Linked DNA regions of Capsicum annuum: all the other regions are linked to region 3. Evidence: chromatin contacts called from public Hi-C data. All regions are on one chromosome and are shown on one strand. The core of a region is the stretch at or near the end of the contact, and the rest is flanking DNA. Distances in the headings are between cores, read along the strand shown.

Region 1 (3,028 bases), core at 15-2,514, 370 kb after region 3:
CAATTGAAGTTACAAGAAAAAACTTAATTTCTCATACTATAACAAATGCACCAAATGCAAAGGTCCATATAGCAAAAAAGAACACAAATTAACTTCATTTGTATCAATCAAATGTCACAATATTATAGGATTAAGAAATTAATTAAATCATTATAATAATCACGTAAGGACTATCAAAAATTGGTAATATCTATAATATATAGCATTAATGTAAGTGTGAGAGATAAAATATTATAATGGAAGATTCAAAAAATGATTTACTGATTAGTTAAACAATATAGTAATTCGAATAGTTCAATTTATTGAATATCTGAACTTTACTTTGTTGGCAAATATTTAATTTTTCGCTTTGTAATCACCTCTCTAATTTTTCTTGCCCTACTCCCAATTATTTTTAAAAAAATAATAATTAAACAATTAAAATTACAAAAAAAATAAAATAATTTCTCATACTATGAAATGCACCAAGTGCAAAGGTCCATATAGCAGGAAAGAACACAAAGTAACTTTATCTATATCAACCAAACAATAATATAGGATAAAGAAACTAATTAAATCACTATAATAACCTTGTAAGGACTACCAAAAATTGGTATCCTCTCTAATATATAGTAGTAATTATAGGGTACAATGATGTTGTAGTAAATATACCTTTGAAATATTATCTGTGATTTTTGTGTCTTTTGAGCTCAGTCTTACCTTTTGATCTAGGCTCTGTCGAGCAATGCATCTTAGTTAAAGTGTTTGATTTTTGCTGTGTCAGATTTATAATTTTTTTTGGTTATATTTTTTTTAAACTTAAGAAATTATGTTTGAAATCAATTTATATATTCATTTCATTCACTAAATAATACTTATCCCATTCTCAATGTATGTTAATGGTATTAAAGTTGCTATAAAACAATTTTTTTTATTGTGTGAGTTTATATGAAAAATGGTGCTCAGTAGATTTATACCCATAAAATTGAAGGCAAACAAAGTGGTATTCTTATATTTTTTATATGTACAAAATGAGTATCTCACTATAAAAACTAGTATAAAAATTAATGCTTACTAAATTTTATATTATATTAAGTGTTTTAATTTATGAAATGGTGTACAAATTGTTATCTATGAATCTCGATATTCAGTTTAAGAGATATACTTTAGATATTACCTATATTATAAAAGGGAGTTTTGGTGCCAAAGAAGGCAGAGGTCAACATGTCTACTTTGGCACCTAAGGATATTTTTCTGTTTGTTCCATGTTGTTTTATCATTTGTACCCTCTGCTTAAGCTGTTACATAGTTTATGTGCAGTTCACTATGATGGACGAAAATGTCAGCTGCAGCCTGTCCTTATTATATCTGTCTTTGCCCTTACTTTGTCCAATTGTTACTTTACACTGCTTTACATAATTTTCTGTGAATCTACCATACTTTAAGCCCTTTTATGATAAATTAATTATACACCACTTTTGATTAAATTGTTGCAGAATCTCATTTTATATAGGCTCTAGGAACATTTTAGTAATTGAATGTTTGATTTGTTATTTTTGATTGGTTCATATATTTTGTTACTATAGCTATAGAATTATATTTTGTTTATTCAAACATTTTATCCTTCCCACAGTACATTATAAATTGTTACTTCCTCTATTTTAAAATAAGTGATATTTTTTATGTTTTCAATTTATTTCTAAATAAAAATGAGTGGACATCAATGATATTTTTTTAATTTTTAAAAAAGGGCATAACCTAAGAACTATTAAAAAGCTACATTTTTTGAAAATATTATTCGAAAATGTATTTTGAATATATTATCGATCAATCATGTTATCTCCAAAAGAACAAGACGCATTTACGAAGTGGTAAGAGCTGTGCCATAGAGAATGAAACTATTGTTACATGCTTCTTAGATGCCTTAATACTCAATTAATCTGAAAATTTTATTCCATTAATTAGCCTAACTTAGATAACACTTTGAATTGACATAATTTCACTGGGACTTAGATCTTTTACTTTGTTTTACTTTGCCTCTTTATTAAAAAAAATTAATATTTTTAATAGTAAAATTTAGATATCAAAAATTGTATAAAAAATATTATAAGTTTCAATTCTTCACATGATATCATAATCTAAAAAAAAGTTTTTAAAATAATACAAAATTCAGATAATTTGAGTTTCAAAAAATAAAGACCGGTGTATAAATTGAAGCATATAAATAATTTTGAGATCAAATTGATTTAGTGTGTTTGCAATTAATAAATGAAGTGCTCTCATTTTTAATATAGCCTTTGATTTATTTTTTTTCAAAAAGAAATAAGATAAGTATGACATTATTAAACAAAAAATCTTGATATCTTATATATTTAGAAATTACGTAAATAGTACGATAAATCACAATACTTAACAACTTAAAATATTTTTAAAAAAAATAAATGAAAAAGTTATGGTGAAACAAAAATTTGGTTTCCTTTTCAAATTTCATCGGTGTCACGGAAATTTGGATAGAGGAGCAAATGCATTTTCAATAATTTATATATTTTAGATTACATTAAAAAAATACTATAAATTACAATAACCACTACTTAAAATACTTTTAAAATTATTAAATCACGATAAAAAATTAATTGACTTTTAAAATCTATTTATGTCACATAAATTGAGGTAAAACGAGTGAGACATATTGGGTCTGTGCTGGCATGGGTTCCGATATCTAGTATACTTAATGGAATCGATTTACAAAGTGACTTCTTATATGATATACTTGCATGGATGTATTGAAAATTGTATGGAAACTGTTCTCACCAAATTTTATATGTTACTAGTTTAGTATACATACTTTGCACGTGTATGAATACTCCTAATTTTAGTTAAAATTATTTAACAGACACTTCGATTTATATTATAACCAAATTCACATAAAAACATGAGTTGTCTTCAAATTAGAGTTAGATACTATATACAACTCTACTTAGATTGAAGTAAATAATTGATATAAATATTTAAAACCTCTCACTTTTATTGATAGTAAAAATATAAGGAA
Region 2 (3,007 bases), core at 173-2,672, 300 kb after region 3:
GTATAAAAATACAAATGTTTTCATATACATTAAATGTATATTGAACTGAACAAAAATATAAATGAGAGCGCATATGTATATATAAAAATACAAAATACTTTCATGTACCTTAAATGTATATTTAGTCAGTCAATTTGTATATATGCCAAGCCTATATATACAGTATTGAAAAAATATTTGAAAATGTATTTGTATTTCAAAAAAATACAAATACATCAATAACCCCAACTGAATGTTTAAACAAATAGAATATCCAAATGTATATTTCAACATTTCAATATACTGAAAATACATAACAATTATATATAAATATATTTTTTACACATGTAAATTAGCATATGTATTTAACATACAAATACAAATGAATACATATTACCCCACAATGTTTATTTAAACTATCAACTTCACCAAAATACATATCAATAAATACATATTAGCTTCACCAAAATATATATTAACCCAAAATGATATCAGTTTTACTGAAATCCCTAAATACATATCAATAAATAAAAATATCTCTTCTTCCTCAACCTCTTTCGACTCATGACCAGAAGAGTTTTTACCATCATCATTTACAATATTGCTTGACTCTGCAATTTCTTTTGCTTTCCCTTTCTTCTAATATTTTTATAATTTTATGGCTTTGGGAGAAGAAGTTTTTTTCAATAATTTTTTTTAAATATCAGTCATCTTCGTTGGATCGTTACGAAACTTGAATCTAAGCTCCTTCGTACTCACTGATTTCTTCGACTGTATAGGAGTAGAAAAAACTTTAAATATTTCGTCTTGAGTTAATACAAGACTAAATGATGGCGCATTATCAGATAACAAATTAATAGGTAGTATCCCTCATTTATTCGTATTTTTGATGTGTGTTCTACCATTAGAGTATAAAAACCTCAAACTCGAAGTTGTTAATGATTTACGGTGCAAAATATAAAAAATAAAAAATTATGAAATAGATAACATGCAATAATTGAATTTATTAGTTACCTGAAATTGTGGAACGCTATCCTTTTCAAGTTATGAAAAAAAATGAGAAAAGAAAACGTTTGAAAGAGAAATCTGAGAGATTTCAAATAATAAAAGATAAAGTAATTTTTAATTAAAGGAAAAAGAAAAAGAAGTGGCGTGAAAAAGACAACCTTATATACGGTAACTTTTAACCGGCGATAAATGAGAGACCCCATTTAAAAAAATATTATTTTTATTACAATATAATTTTATAAAAATATTGCTATTTTTCATAATTTAAGTCTTAAAATGCTATTTGCTTTAGCCAAATATCAAACCAAATATAAATGGATTCGGATCATTTCTAACCAAACCATGAAGACCCATACGGTAAAAATCTGATGCGTAGTCCACTTGGTCGCCACATGGGCACTTTAAGATCTGAGGAAAATATCATCGCCACGTTTGCATTCCCAAACACAGAGTTAAAGATCTTGTTTCTGCTCCATATCTTTTTCTCTTTTTAAAACCTCTGTCCTCCTCGTATTATTCTTCTCCAAAATCTTTTTCCTTAAAAAAAATAAATACTCTTCAATTAATCTCACTCAAAATCTATTACCAGATTTACACACAGTTTTCAGAATTCCCATCTACGGTAATTTCCTAAAAAATGAAAAATCTTTTTCCCGTTTCTTCAAATAAATTTTCTGTAATAATTTTTTTCTTCTTAATTTTGCTTTAATTTTAGAAAAAAAATTATGCCCATACTCCTATGTTTATTTGTGCTTATGTTTGTTGAGCTGTATTTTTTTGGTAAGGTTAAGAACTTTTAAAAATTGATAATCAGTTTTATTTTTCTATTTTCGAAGTGCTTTTTTTTTTTTTCAGGAATAAGAAACAGTAAATAATTGGATAATTAGCTGCACTTCTAATTTTACTTGATAATACTCTTTTTAAGGTTAATTTTGGATTTTTTTTTAATGATAATCAGTTTTATTTTACTATTTTTCTAAGTTTTTTTTGTTTCTTTTAGTAAAAAAAGGTATAAAATCGGAGAATTGGCTGCACTTCTAATTTACTTGATGATCCCTTTTTTTAAAAATTGATAATCATTTTTATTTTACTATTTTCGAAGTTTTTTTTTTATTTTAAAAAAAGTATATAATTGGAGAATTAGTTGCACTTCTAATTTGCTTGATAATACTTTGTTATTTATTTATTTTTGAATAATTTGTGCAAGTGATAATTTTCTAAATGAACTGCAAACGTTTTTTCTGTTTATGAGAAAAAAATGAAGAAAAGTTATTTTTTGTTAACCCTTTTTATTTATAGTTTTCAAAAGGTACTAATTTCGTTGTGCATATTTTTAACAGTTTGAATTTATTTATTTATTTATTTTGTGTGTAGGATCAGGGGGTATATTACTATTGTCTTCTTATTTTTAAATAGCGAAATTTGGTGTGTTATCATTGTTATATTACTGTTAAAATAGTGAAATTTACAACCGCCATAAGCTGGTTATAGCTTGGAACTCTAAGGTGATTTTTCTTGATAAGGGAACGGGACAATCCTCGGATTGGGATCCAAACTAAGTTGCAGGGACTCTTCATTTTTGATGCTGCACCTGGATTCTCCAAAAATATGCTACTTTTGGAGAATCCGACACAACACTCACGTTGATATTTTTGAAGAGTCCGAGCAACGTAGGATTCAAATGTGTTGAATTACAGTATTTTGATCCTTGAATGGTAGAGGTTGTAGTGGTGTTGATGGTCAGTAGTTTCTCATATCAATAAAATTCTTGGATTGTCAAACAGTTATATATGGCTTCTGCAAGCGAAAGGTGGATTGATGGTCTTCATTTCTCCTCATTATTTTGGCCTCCTCCACAAGATGCACAGCAGCGGAAGGTGTGCGCTCATCTGCTTCACTACAATATCTTTGTATATTTTTATTTTTTTTTGGGTTTGTTAGGGATATTTTAAACTAGCTATTGTGACCTTTTGCGCTAGCAAAAGAACAAAAAAGAGTGGCCTCTGGCTTATTAAGAAGC
Region 3 (3,139 bases), core at 81-2,580:
AGAAAAATAATTAATAACATGACTAGTTTATCATAGTATCCCTATTGAATGATGTTTATATTTTAATTTGAAGAAAAAGTAATTAATGTAAGAAGTAAAACATGAAATTTTTTTTGTCTCTTCTTGATTAATGAAAAATAAAACAAGTAAAATGAGAAATTAAATTAGAAAATTTGAGACGGAGGTAGCAGTACAGTATTTGTTTTGAAACAATTAAGTGCCTCTTCTGGTTATCTTGATAATAAAGAAAATACATTTGCTTTTGTTTTGAAACAATTTAAGTGCCCCTTCTGGAGTAGGGGTGTTCATGGTTTGGTTAAAAATCAACTCGAACCGCGAATCAAATCAAATCGATTAAAAAAATTGATATTTGGTTAGATTTAGTTTGGTTTTAAATTTTTAAAATCGAGACTTATGTAGTTTGGTTTTGATTTTACTCTAAAATAACCGACAAAATAATCAAACCGAACCGAACAGATAAAATTTATTATATACATATATATATATGTATATATATATATATATATATATATATATATATTTGTATATACATATACGTATGCATATATAAAATATTTATATTTATATATTATTCATAAATAAAATATAAATATTTTTTATATCAAAAAAATTAATTTTGAATTTAACTTTAGTCATATCACTTTTAGTCATATGTCTCCATCTAGTTGATGGTACGTTATGAAATTCTAATGATTTTCGCACTTCGAATGACAAACGATACTAATTGTGAAAATTATCTTGTTGTCTACGGGATTTTATAGGTGAGTTTTATTAGACTATAAATAATCACTAGTTTTGAATTTTCTTTTTGGTCCTTATTGAGCAAAAAAATTATGTGTTTACTTTTTTGGGGGGTTTATCATATCCATTCTCTTATATATAGTTTCTAAATACTTTTATAGAAGCGTTTTTATGGTTCATGGCTTTGCCTAAATATAACAGTAAATTGACATCTTGGTTTCAAGGTTGAGGAACAATACTCGGTTGACATCTCATATGTTGAATTTGATTTTTTTAAAAAAATTTCAACTTTTATGATTAACTAAAGTTATAAACTGAGAAACCGAACTGAACCGAACTAAACCGAGAAGAACCAAACTGACGGTTATTTTTTTGTTTTGATTTGATTTAATTTTAGAAATTTAAAAACCGACTAAATTGGTTTGGTTATGATTTTGACCAATAACCGATCCAAATTGATCCATGAACACCCCTACTTCTGGTTATCTTGATAATAAAGAAAATACATTTACTTTTTTTTTTTTTTAATTTCTTTTTCTTTTTTTTTTTTTTTGTGTGTGTGTAAACTTTTTTGTTTTGTATTTTAAGGGGGAGGGGGGGAGGGGGTCGAGATTGACAGACAGATCCCACTGAAATAAATTACTAACAAATTCACTACATCCCATCTTCATAAAAACCCATAGAATTCACCAATCTTTTTTGTTGTTTGATTAAATATTTTTATTTTATAAAATTTCAGCTGGCTGTAATTGCTTACACAGAAGAATAGGGGTAAGATGCTTGGTGTCTCCTCTACTAGTACTACTCCCGGTAGAGCTGTCATTTCGGCAGCTCCACCACTACTACCACCGCCATCACAAGATGCTCCAGAAAGTGGCGGAAGCAGTGAGGGTGGCGGGGGTGATGGTGGAGGAGGAGATGTGGGAGTTGGCGGTGGTGGATTTAGCGAAGAAGGAGGAAGGAACTCAGCTGGAAATCGATGGCATAGACAAGAGACCTTAAGTTTATTGAAAATTAGATCGGATATGGATGTTGTTTTCAAGGACTCAAGTCTTAAAGGACCCTTATGGGAAGAAGTTTCAAGGTACTGAAAATTTTGTTTCTCTTCTTAAGAGTAATTAACTAACCAACCCTTTCATCCTCCTCCTCATCATGCATAGTATTCATTATTCACAGTAACCGAATCATTATTTTTTATTGTGTGTTTTTTTTTTTAAGAACTACTAAAGAGATCTATATATGTAGTCATTTGTTTCAGTTCATTTATCCGGAATTCAGCAGCTTTTGAAGAATTCATTGTCCAGTTGTTTGGTTATTCAGTTATGTTTTTATGCAATTTTTTGGCCTATTCCAGCACAAAATTTAGGATGACTTTCTTTCTCCTCCTCGATCATCAACACTTTTAATGCTTTCTGTTTCTAAATAAATTTAGCAAAGGTATATATGAATGAATTCTAGGAAAAACATTGCGTAGATCTTGCATAATGACTCTTGATGCTATTTCCTTCTCGTCTTTCCTTTCAATGGAAAAATGTGCTTCTAGACATGACTTTCCAGTTTGTAGGCTTTTTCATTTCTTAAATTACCTTAGTTTTGATTAATGGTTTCTTAATCCTTATTAATTATTACTATTACCAACTATCTTTATATATGTAAAAATATATACGAGCATAAGTATTAGTACGAGATTTTGTTTGATTCTTAATGGATAATGAATATGAGATCAGATAAGATAGATGAGGTGTGTTAATTAAGTAGAGGTTTTTTTTTGGTATGTTTCTTTCTAATTGTTTCATTGCCAATTGTTGTTGTTATCAGAAAAATGGCGGACTTGGGATATCATCGAAGTGCCAAGAAATGTAAAGAGAAATTCGAGAACGTTTACAAGTATCACAGGAGAACGAAAGAAGGTCGTGCTTCTAAAGCAGATGGAAAAACTTATCGCTTCTTTGATCAGTTACAGGCTTTGGAAAACAATCCAGCTTCTCATTCTTTACCCCCACCTCCGTTGGCAGCACCACCAATAACAATGGCAATGGCAATGCCAATGCGGTCAGGAAATGCTTCTGTAAATCCTCCCCCCATGCCAATGCCACAAAATAATGCTGCTTCATCACCACAAAGTCTTCCGTTTGTTGTTTCTCATAATAATGTTGTGACAGCAGCAGTGCCGGCTGTTAATCATCCTATGATGCCTGCACTGCTACTATCACAGCCACAACAACAATCACAACCAGCAATACAACAGCCAATGGCTAACTTGAACCAGATAAATCAACCTCAAGGTAATACAACCACTAGTTTTCTATCAAATTCGACTTCATCTTCTTCGACTTCATCAGATGAGGATATACAAAGGCGGCACATGAAGAAGCGG

The links. A called contact is a pair of places that touch in the nucleus more often than the background predicts.
Region 1: a Hi-C map of placenta shows a contact between it and region 3, with 4 times the contacts expected there. The contact joins the enhancer-like site here to the promoter of LOC107850875 in region 3. A contact is called at or near these places in 2 of 5 Hi-C or Micro-C datasets (leaf and placenta).
Region 2: a Hi-C map of leaf shows a contact between it and region 3, with 3 times the contacts expected there. The contact joins the promoter of LOC107850365 here to the promoter of LOC107850875 in region 3. A contact is called at or near these places in 2 of 5 Hi-C or Micro-C datasets (leaf and placenta).

Annotation. Positions count from the first base shown.
Region 1 is chr12:189,235,592-189,238,619 of UCD10Xv1.1, forward strand. No RefSeq gene overlaps it. Among protein-coding and RNA genes, the nearest start is that of LOC107850700, 16 kb to the left of the region's middle. Within about 2 kb of position 1,265, at least 1 of the 5 cell types and tissues checked has an H3K27ac peak or open chromatin away from gene starts, as enhancers often do.
Region 2 is chr12:189,162,919-189,165,925 of UCD10Xv1.1, forward strand. It overlaps LOC107850365 (protein GIGANTEA), which reads left to right and starts at 1,423. Exons shown (of 15, transcript XM_016694845.2): 1 at 1,423-1,609; 2 at 2,772-2,864. The coding sequence starts at 2,778.
Region 3 is chr12:188,866,148-188,869,286 of UCD10Xv1.1, forward strand. It overlaps LOC107850875 (trihelix transcription factor DF1), which reads left to right and starts at 1,331. Exons shown (of 2, transcript XM_016695672.2): 1 at 1,331-1,846; 2 at 2,581-3,139. The coding sequence starts at 1,539.